Linked DNA regions of Mus musculus: region 2 is linked to region 1. The links are chromatin contacts, called in public Hi-C maps. All regions are on one chromosome and are shown on one strand. Each heading gives the region's core, a stretch centred on a gene start, on an enhancer-like site or on the middle of the called end of the contact. The rest is flanking DNA. Distances are from core to core; before and after follow the strand shown. Region 1 has its middle 61 kb from the start of Ehbp1. Region 2 overlaps Gm46274 (a long non-coding RNA gene).

Region 1 (4,788 bases), core at 918-3,417:
CTACACTCGTAAAGTCTCATCAACATGACTGCCTGACTATGAGCTAAACAAAAATGACACCAAAAAGACATGCTAACATAGAAGAGGCTAATAAGGCCTCAACCCAAGATGAATAACTACAGGTAACTAAGGAATGCTGAGAGTGGAGAAATAATCTTCCCCAAGGAAGAACATATTAATTGACTATCAATACCAAATGCACAGTCCTAAACATATATATGCCATATTATTACATATGAATACATTACACATTATGATAGATATATCATACATTATATAGACTGAGTTACAATAGATAGACTGAGCTATTGCAAGATATTTGATCACATTGTGAACCCCAAGATTGTGAACTGGAAAAACCTGTTTCTTGTTGTGCTGTGGCTCAGCTCTAGCACACACTTTTAAACCACAGAGCTTGATTAAATAAAGTCAACCCTAGGCAGGGCAAGCAACGAGCTGAAAGGGTGAACATAAGGAAGTAGAAAGGAGAGGCATTGCGTTGAAGGGTATTTAATACAGTATGGAGAAGGAGAAAGGGTTTTTTCCTTCTGGGATATTGGTGGAGGAGGGATAGCTGGGTGTTTTCTCTGCCTCTCTGAGCTAGCAGGCTTTCACCTTAGAATCTGGCTCCTAAGTCTTCATTGATAAATCAAATGTTTGAATTTTTTTCTTTTTAAAATAAACAACACTGAGAATGTTGCAGTTATATATTTAGGGACACACACACACACCAATAAAGATGGCATAAATCTGAATGAGAGCAGCAGGGTTGGGCTGGGGGATTACATGAGAGGAGATGTAAGAAGGAAAGGAAAGGGGGGATGATGTAATTATAATCTCAAAAAATGGAAATATTATTTAAAAAGTTGAAGAGAAACAGCAGAAGACACCTGGCATTGACCTCTGACTTTCACACACATCCATGAATGCACCAGCATACAGACATGCATGCAGCAGAAACATGAATCACACACACAAAGATCCTTTAATTTTTGTTTACTCAGTTACTTAGCATGAAGCAAAGACTGTTCGGACCACATTAAAGTATGAACTCGATACCTACAACCATCTTTACAGGTAGCTGCTATTCTTTACATGTGAGAAAGCAGAATCATGAATGTTTCAGTAACTATCTAGAGATAATTGATCTGTAACTGGGCAGAACCGGAACCCTGGCATTTTGGCTATATTACATCATGAAATTATTATGTTGGGGTTTTTGTATAGTTAACTACTAAATACATTTTCTACTTTCATTATTAATGAAAATGTTGAGTTCAATCTAGGCAAGTGCTGATTATTAAGGCTCTGCATGCATGGCATTTAAACTAGCCCAGTCTTTAATTTGGTAGCATTAGTCAACTATCAGCTAGCATTTTCACTTCACAAGACCAAGGACATATTGTCCTTTGGGGACAGTGGGTTACAAACTAAAGTTATAAGAAGTAAGCTAAACATTATTTCAAACACATCTTAAGACTGCAATACAAGAGGCCAGGCACAAATTCTCAGAACCTACAAGGGACTTGTCAGAGATTAGTTAAAAGAAATTGGAAATAAGTGATTTGTCTGGTAGACAAATGCCTCCCTTCTGTGCTGCTTCTCAGGTGGAGAGTTCATCTTTGGTCAGGGTAATATAGGTAGACAGGTTTCCAATAGATAACCTCAGACTGGGGAATCAAAGTTCTCCAATGCACATTTCAAAGGTAACAAAGACAAAGCCCACACAGCCTCCCTCATCTGTAGCCAGAGCACTTCTGGCTGTGGACCTGCTTCATTGTGCCTGGGCCATTCCAGCACTGTGGCTGCTGTTGCCATGGTGTCAGGGACCCTCCATGTGGGCTGCTTTCAATAACCAGCAGCTGCTCACTTCAGAGAGAGCAGGATGGTAGCCCAGTTCTGAATGAGCGTCCACCACCCCTGGGCTTCATCCTGACCTGAATATTGTTATGCCATTGAATTTCCTTTTATTATTTATTCTGAGATATCAACTTTCCTTGAACTTTTCCTCTCTGTGCTGAGGATGGTCAGATCACAGAACTCCCCTTCTTTTTTGCAAAAGTGTGTGTGTTTGTGTGTTTTTCAACAATTCCTGAGGTATACCCTTGGCTTTCACACATGCTTTCACACACACACACACACACACACACACACACACACACACACACACACACTACCCCTTTGCTTCGCTGTATGAAGGCACAGGGCAAATTTACTGAGTTGATTCATTCCAAGAAAGTCTAGGTAGTGCTCCCAAACGTACTGTGACTCTCAATGAAAAACACATTCCATCTGTTGTGTAAAAATCCAGGGCTGGAATGAAAAACACCACCCTTTAATTACGTTATTTTGACCCCAGTCATGGGGTCTGTACTTAATGCTAAACACATTCTAATTAATAATGCCTCATGCCTGCCCCCCTTAGTTTACACATAGTCTAAGTATGAGGAATGGGAAAGGATAAAAACCACTATGAACTCTGACCTTTTCCCCACAGAGATGGCGGAAACGTTGTTCTTGAAAAGCATGGGGGTTCTACTCTGCTCGAGCTACAATCTGCACATTTCGCTTTGAAAACAATCGGAATAATTTAGAAATAAGCCTCACAGTGCTTTTGGTTTGTTTATCAGTTGTTAGTAAGGACTGTCAGAGAGAAATGTTTGCAGGCACGCTATCCAAAAAGGCTGACAGAATCCAGAACTTGCTTGGTATTCAAAGAAGGACCCATCCAGCATTACCCTGCACAGTATATAATTACTTGCATATCAGGAGCCAAAAAGGGGAACACAGTTCTGTAAGTGTGTGTTTACACTGAAGAGTATGAGAAGCAAAACAATCCGGCAACATTTTTCATCCGCAGCATCTGGGAATAATTAATTTGCTTGCTATGCTGTACACAGCAGGGAGCGGAGACCGTTGTCCAAATCTGCATTTGGGCCTTTTGCTTTACTCCAAAGCTTTCTGCTTTCGGGTTTGGTACTGTGGCTAATTTCAATAAATCTTTTTAAATTTTTATCCCAAGTGCTAAAACAAGGAGAATCTTCTGCTTACAATTTCCTCATCATTTTGGGTTGTATTTCAAAAGCTGCCCTTCAGATGCCTCTCTCTCTTCTTCCTCTGTAGTTTAATGCCAGAAAAAGCTCTTGAAACTGAGGCTTATAAAATGCAGTAGTGTTTTTGTTTAGAGAGATTCTTATTTTACATGTATATGGGATGTGTGTGTGTGTGTATGTATGTGTGTGTGTATGTGTGTGTGGCATGCCTACATGAATATATGTCTAACATGTGGGGGGCAGTTGCCCATGGAAGCCTCTGGAACTAGAGCTATGGGTGATTTGTGGGCACCCCATGCCATGTCAGTGCTAGGAGCCCAACCCAAGGCCTCTGCGTGTGCAGCAAGTGCTCTTAACTGCAGAGCTATTTCTCCAGCCCTATGCTGTAAGGATTTTACATATCTTCTCAATATATATTAGAGTCCTGAAAAGGGTCCTCTGGGATGTAGACTGTATCTTGTTCCATTTCATAAATTTTAGATTGGAACATTGAGGATTATTATTTTAAAAAAATCCACATAAAGTTTTGTGACAAGTTCTAAGAGTTTGTATTAGATGTTATGTTCCTTGTGACTTTTTATGAACCTAAGAACTCAGCTTACCCCAGGGCCTCATCCTCTCTGGAGAGCCTTCTCAGATTTCTCCCTAGCTATATGAGAATGAAGCTCAGCTAGCACTCTGACTTTTGTTTATTCAGGATTTCAAATACGAAGAACGCGTGTGTGTCCTCTTGTTGCTGGCTACGTGCTATAAGCATTAGGCAGTGCTGAAGTTTTCTATAGCACTTTGAAAGCAAGTGCACATCTCATGGCATCCAGCAGTTTCCTTTGAGTCCTGGGTAGAAGCAGATGAGGAGCTCACTAGTGCAGCCATGCTCGGCTCTCGAGGCTCACTGTGCTTTGCTTCACAACCACGTCAGACCATTTGTGCCCTGTACTTTGGGCTCACTTGGAAGAAATGAATGTCCTAGAGCTTCGTGGTGAAAAATTGAGTTCTAGAAGGGATTCTGTTTGTGTGAAGTTTCTACTCATGAGGAGTTAGAGAGGATGCGATCTGAAAGGCATTGGGTGATGTAGGGCTGAACTGGCCTCAGCAGACAGGAGAATCCAGAATTGCTCTGGCTGGAAAGCAAGCTGCTGATAGGGTGACTCTGCACACAGCTGACTGGAAAGGGTTTGCTTTTTTGGAAGCACTTTATGGGTGTTCTAGGCAGGATGCTTAACAGAATACTGTCAACCAGATGGTTTGTAAACAATAGAGATTTTATTGCTTCAGTTTTGGAAGCTGAGGAATCCAAGGTCAAGGTGCCAACAAATTTAGGTTCCTCCTTCATAGATAGCGCCTTCTTGCTGCAGTCTCCCATAACAGAGCAGAATGTGCTATAAGCTTAATAAGGGGTCCAGTCTCATTCATGATAGTTCATGATAGATAGATCTAATCAAAGACCTCTTCTCCAGATACTCAAGAATGGCTGAGGCCTCCTGAACTCATCCCCTTTCCGATTAGCTTCCATTATCTGCTTGTAATTCCTCATGGAGGGCTGGGGCCTCAAGTTTTCCCTAACCTGTGGCATGATTGGCAGGCCCAGTCCTGTTCAGTTCTTGTGTTAGTAATCACACTGGTATGAGGTCAAGAGTACAACTCTCTCAGGAGAGACAGCCATTTTCTTCAGTGATGTAAAAAACCCCTGGTAAGGAACCTATGCTCCTGCAAACAGCCCCTCACCCAGGATCCT
Region 2 (4,788 bases), core at 1,412-3,911, 150 kb before region 1:
TATGTGAATGCATGCCATAGTGCATGGTCCACTTTTGGGGTTAGTTATCTCTTTCCACTGTGTGATTAAACTCATGCTGTCCAGTTCAGCAAGTGTATTTATTGTTTGAGCCATCATGCTGGCCCATTACAATGTTTTCATTATTTGTTTACTGTGTGTATTTACTGTGTGCTAAGAAGTTTCTGGTTGCTTGGTTTCTAGTTTAATTCCATTATATGTAGAGAGTGTGTCTTGTAATACTCCATTGCTTTGGCATTTGTTGAAATTTGCTTAAATATAATCACCTTTTAAAATGTCCCCATTTTCTTGAAAATAACATATTTGCTTTAGTTATTAGATGTAATTTCTATATAAGCTTAATTCAGTCATATTTATTAATTCTGTTGTTCAGACTCTTGTATTCTGAGTGTGTATATATACACATATACTGTATTCTACATGTTTGTATAGTACTTTTGCCTACTTGTTCAATTGGTCAGAGGTCTACCAAATCTTTCATCCTGATTTTGAATCGGTCAATTTCTTCTATCAATAGTATTTATGATAGTTGTTTATAATTAGGTTATTTGGAATTGCCCCTTCCTAATCAATATATATCTATATGTAGATATATAGATTTATTTATTTATTTATTTAATGTGAGTACACTGTAGCTGTCTTTAGACACACCTGAAGAGGGCATCGGCTCCATTACAGATGGTTGTGAACCACCATGTGGTTGCTGGGAATTGAACTCAGGACCTCTGGAAGAGCAGTCAGTGCTCTTAAACGCTGAGCCATCTCTTCAGCTCAAGACCCTGGTCCTGATGAAATAGACATCAAGCCAAAGTAATTAGAAAAGATGAAGGTCTCTGTACTGACTAAGGTTATCATCCGTGGGGTCAATAGGCCCTTTATATTATTGTGAAACATGTTGCTTCATCTCTTGAGCTTGAAGTATGGCTTAGTGCAGAGTGCTTGTCTAGCATTCTTGCGGTCCCACATTACAGAAGAGCACAGTGTCTGTAGATAAGTGCTGCTAGCAATGTGTAAGTCCATTCCTTCTTAAATCTGTGTGTGTGTGTGTGTGTGTGAGAGAGAGAGAGGAGAGAGAGAGAGAGACATACAAGTACTGAGTTTTCCATCTTTGTTGTTTTTAAAACAAAATCCCAAACATTCGATTTACCAAATGAAGAAATGAAGACTCAGGAGCCAGATGCTGTGGTGAAAGGCTGCTGGCTCAGAGAGGCAGAGAACACCAGCTGACCTTCCTCCGCCACCGGAAGGAAAAAGCTCCTTGTCCTTTTCCAAGCTGCCGTAAATTCCCGTCAACTCAAAGACCCTCCTTTCTACTTCCTGGGCTTTCTCATGTTCACTCTCTATCCACTGGATGCTTGCTCTGCCTCTTGACTTATCGTTGAGTTTATTTATCTCTTGTTTACAGAAAACTCTTAGGTTAAAGATGTCTGCTAGGACTGAGCCACACCACAGGAAACAGTTTTTCTAGTTTACAATTTCAGGGTTCACAGTGTGATCAAATAACCCTCTAACACATTTTTACATCAGAGTTCTCTGCTTCCTTCCAATGTGTTTTGTACCCAGCAGATCAGTATGTTTTCAGTTACTCTGACAATTTACTGCACCTACACCTTTAACGATTACTTAAATATTTAACCATTTACTACATGTTTCCTTCTTCTTCCAACTTTTACATCTCTGTTACTCAGTTTCTCTCTTTTTTCCCTTCTTATTTTAAGTATTGTATATTCCTTGTATTTCTTGTAAAACCCTGTCAGATTCTCTTGAAATATATAATTTATTTACTAGCTGGAATGTGCTTATGCAACTTTTCATTCTTGAAGAATACATCACAGGGCATGAAATTCTATGTTTGCAGGCATTTATTTCCCTTTTATTTAAAGAAGATAGCCCATGGCGTTGCTTACATAAGCTCTGATATAGTCAGCTGTGGGCCTTGTTTCTTTGGAGGTAATCTCTTTCTGACTATTTGGAAAATGTTACTCTGCCTTTAGGTTTCAGTGTTTGGCTATGATGTCTTCAATGAGTTTTACTGTGTATGTAGGCAAGAGGACAACCCCAGGTGCTGTCTTTCTTTGAGACAGTCTTTTATCTGAAACTTAACAAGTAGGCTAGGATGGCTGACCAGTGAGCTCCAGGGGCCTGCCTGTCTCTGTCTCCATAACACTGGGATTGCAGCAGTGCCACCACACTTTAAAACAAAAAACAAAAAACAAAACCCCTTGGGTTCTTGGCACTAAACTTGCCTTTTCTTGTTTGCCAGGCTCTTTACTGACTGACTGACTAAGCTATTTCTCCAGCCCTCTGCCAGTGTGTGTGTGTGTGTGTGTGTGTATTTGTTTGTTTTTGTTTTTAATACAATTCTTTTGATCTACATTGTACATCTTGTGTTTTGATATATTTTGGGTTTTTGGAAAAAATCCCCAAATTCAAATACTGCTTCTTCCTTTATGCACTGTTTCTCTGTTTATTTTTGGAACTCCTGTTATATTTAAAATTAAACATTTTGCTGCACTAAATATGTCTCTTAAACTTAAAGAATGTATTTTTTTTTTAAATCTTTTTTCTCCTTCCATGCTTTGGCAGAGTATATGCTTAGAACAAATCCTGTCACTCTAAGCTCACTGTCTGCTCATCAGCCTTAGTGTCTACTGTACTCAGTGTTTCATCCCACGCAAGAATACCCACCCGCAGTGAGGGCTGGAGAGAGAAGCAGTTGGGCTAGTCTTTTTGGAAGTTCAGCTTTTGTGATCTGGAGCAAGATTATGTAGGAGGACCGTCCAGTCAGTAACAAAGAAAGCCAGCTAAGGCCAAAGCAGAAGCAGGTATCAAGTCGGCAATCACAGACAGAGCTTCATAATCCCGCGGAAAGCCCATTACTTAAGGTGGGATGAACGGGTCCTTCTTCTTTATAATCAAAATAGGCTAATCCACCCAGAAGAGTGTATCTGAGCTTCAGAAAAGTATTTTGTTAAATTATATAATGCTGTGGGTGTGATTGAGAAACCTCCTTTCAATGTGATACAGCAAATCTATGAATTACAGGTGGAGAAAAAGCTGATGTCTAGGTACACTAATGAATTGTTCCATCCTGGGGGAGGGGCTCATTTAAAAATAAAGTTCTCCCTTGCCTTGTTCTATTTAAAACTTTCATCATATATTCTTGTAGAAATTTACATTTACTTAGCAAATTCACAGAGGAAAACCTCATTGTTTCCTTGGATCCTATAAGATGTTAAATCCAGCAAGATAGAATTTACATAACAACTTGATATAAAAATAATGTATTGTCATTGTTAGATATTTAAAAATCATTACAAAGCTGTTTTCTTTCTCACAGTTTATTTTTTGCAAAAATGTAATTATAATCACAAGTATTTTATAACATTAAATCTTATAACTATTAAATCTTATTTTACAGATTTATTTTAATTGACATAATTTATTTGGGTACTCTATCAAGATCATACTACAGTATTGTTTTCTATTTCTTTTTGCTTTGAAATAATAAATATTTTTCCAAATTAAACGTTATTTCTCAATTATTAGTGGATATTTTGATTTTTAATTTTTCTGGCAAATTTTGTAAGCATAAATTAGAATCTTGCTTTATTATAATTTACTGTAAATGCTGGTGAATCTAAACATGTTTTCTGGATAGTATAAACATTATATTGAATTTGGTTTTTTTGCTTTGGAAAAAATTTATATGTATGTCTTTTATTTTTCTAGGTAGGGTGTGAATCTTAATGTTGCTTATGAACTTTCATATCCTGACCAATACAGATGGGGATGCTCACAGCCAAACAACCATTGGACTGAGCACAGGGACCCCAATGGAGGAGTTAGGGGAAGGACTGAAGGAGTTGAAGGGGCCTTACCTGGCATTAATGGGAGGGGAGGCCCTTGGTCCTGTGAAGGCTTGATGCCCCAGTGTAGGGAAATGCTAAGTTTAAGAGGTGGGAGTGGATGGGCGGGTGGGGGAGCACCCTCATAGAAGCAGGGGGATGGGGATGGGATAGAGAGTTTTGGGAGGGGGGGCAGGAAAGAGGATAGCATTTGAAATGTAAATAAATAAAATATCCTATAGAAAAAGTCAAAATTAAAGAAATTTCATCTATCAAACACCGCAGCAATTTTCTGAAATGCATGTTGCAGATATTTCTTTCATGTTTGAAATTTGTTTTTTGATTACAGAATTTATGGTTTTGATATATGTCTCTATTCATTTTTAAGGATTGAATATTTCAATTATTTTGTCTTTGATGATCACCTCCAATTATATAACTATTTACTTATGTCTTGTATCAGAGAGAATTAACACTTAATATAAATAGACTAAAGACCATGTCACGGGTTCAGAATAGCTATTAGCTAGCCTTTGCACAGGGGAGTTTGCTGTTTCCAACATCAGCATACTGTGGTTAAACAATGACTAGCTCAATAATAGAGGGAAGGGTCCAGAAACAGGGAGTGAATTCCATACTCCTGACATAAATATAAGCTCCACAGTGTGACATATGTGTGTTACTGTTTATTTTATCAGCTAGTCATTGTTGAACAATGTCAATTCTAAGACAAGTTTGCTTAATGAAAATACCTCCATGGGTGTTTCGTTCCCAATTCTAAGAAGGGGAGAATTGTCCACACTTTGCTCTTCCTTCTTCTTGACTTTCATGTGTTTTGCAAGTTGTATCTTGGGTATTCTAAGTTTCTGGGCTAATATCCACTTATCAGTGAGTACATTTCATCTGAGTTCTTTTGTGATTG

What was found. Hi-C and Micro-C count contacts between places; a contact is called where the count stands out from the background.
Region 2: a Hi-C map of cortical neurons shows a contact between it and region 1, with 1.5 times the contacts expected there. The contact joins two enhancer-like sites. A contact is called at or near these places in 2 of 39 promoter capture datasets (the 3T3-L1 cell line and liver), 1 of 484 Hi-C or Micro-C datasets (cortical neurons), 2 of 115 datasets of contacts at active chromatin or transcription factors (both in embryonic stem cells) and 1 of 9 other capture datasets (embryonic stem cells).

Annotation. Positions count from the first base shown.
Region 1 is chr11:22,345,795-22,350,582 of GRCm38.p6, reverse strand. No RefSeq gene overlaps it. Among named protein-coding and RNA genes, the nearest start is that of Ehbp1, 61 kb to the right of the region's middle. Within about 2 kb of position 2,167, at least 85 of the 459 cell types and tissues checked have an H3K27ac peak or open chromatin away from gene starts, as enhancers often do. A contact at or near this core is called in cortical neurons, where this site is marked.
Region 2 is chr11:22,497,509-22,502,296 of GRCm38.p6, reverse strand. Gm46274 (a long non-coding RNA gene) reads left to right here. Exons shown (of 2, transcript XR_001780167.2): 2 at 1-3,563. Among named protein-coding and RNA genes, the nearest start is that of Gm46274, 9.6 kb to the left of the region's middle. Within about 2 kb of position 2,661, at least 5 of the 459 cell types and tissues checked have an H3K27ac peak or open chromatin away from gene starts, as enhancers often do. A contact at or near this core is called in cortical neurons, where this site is marked.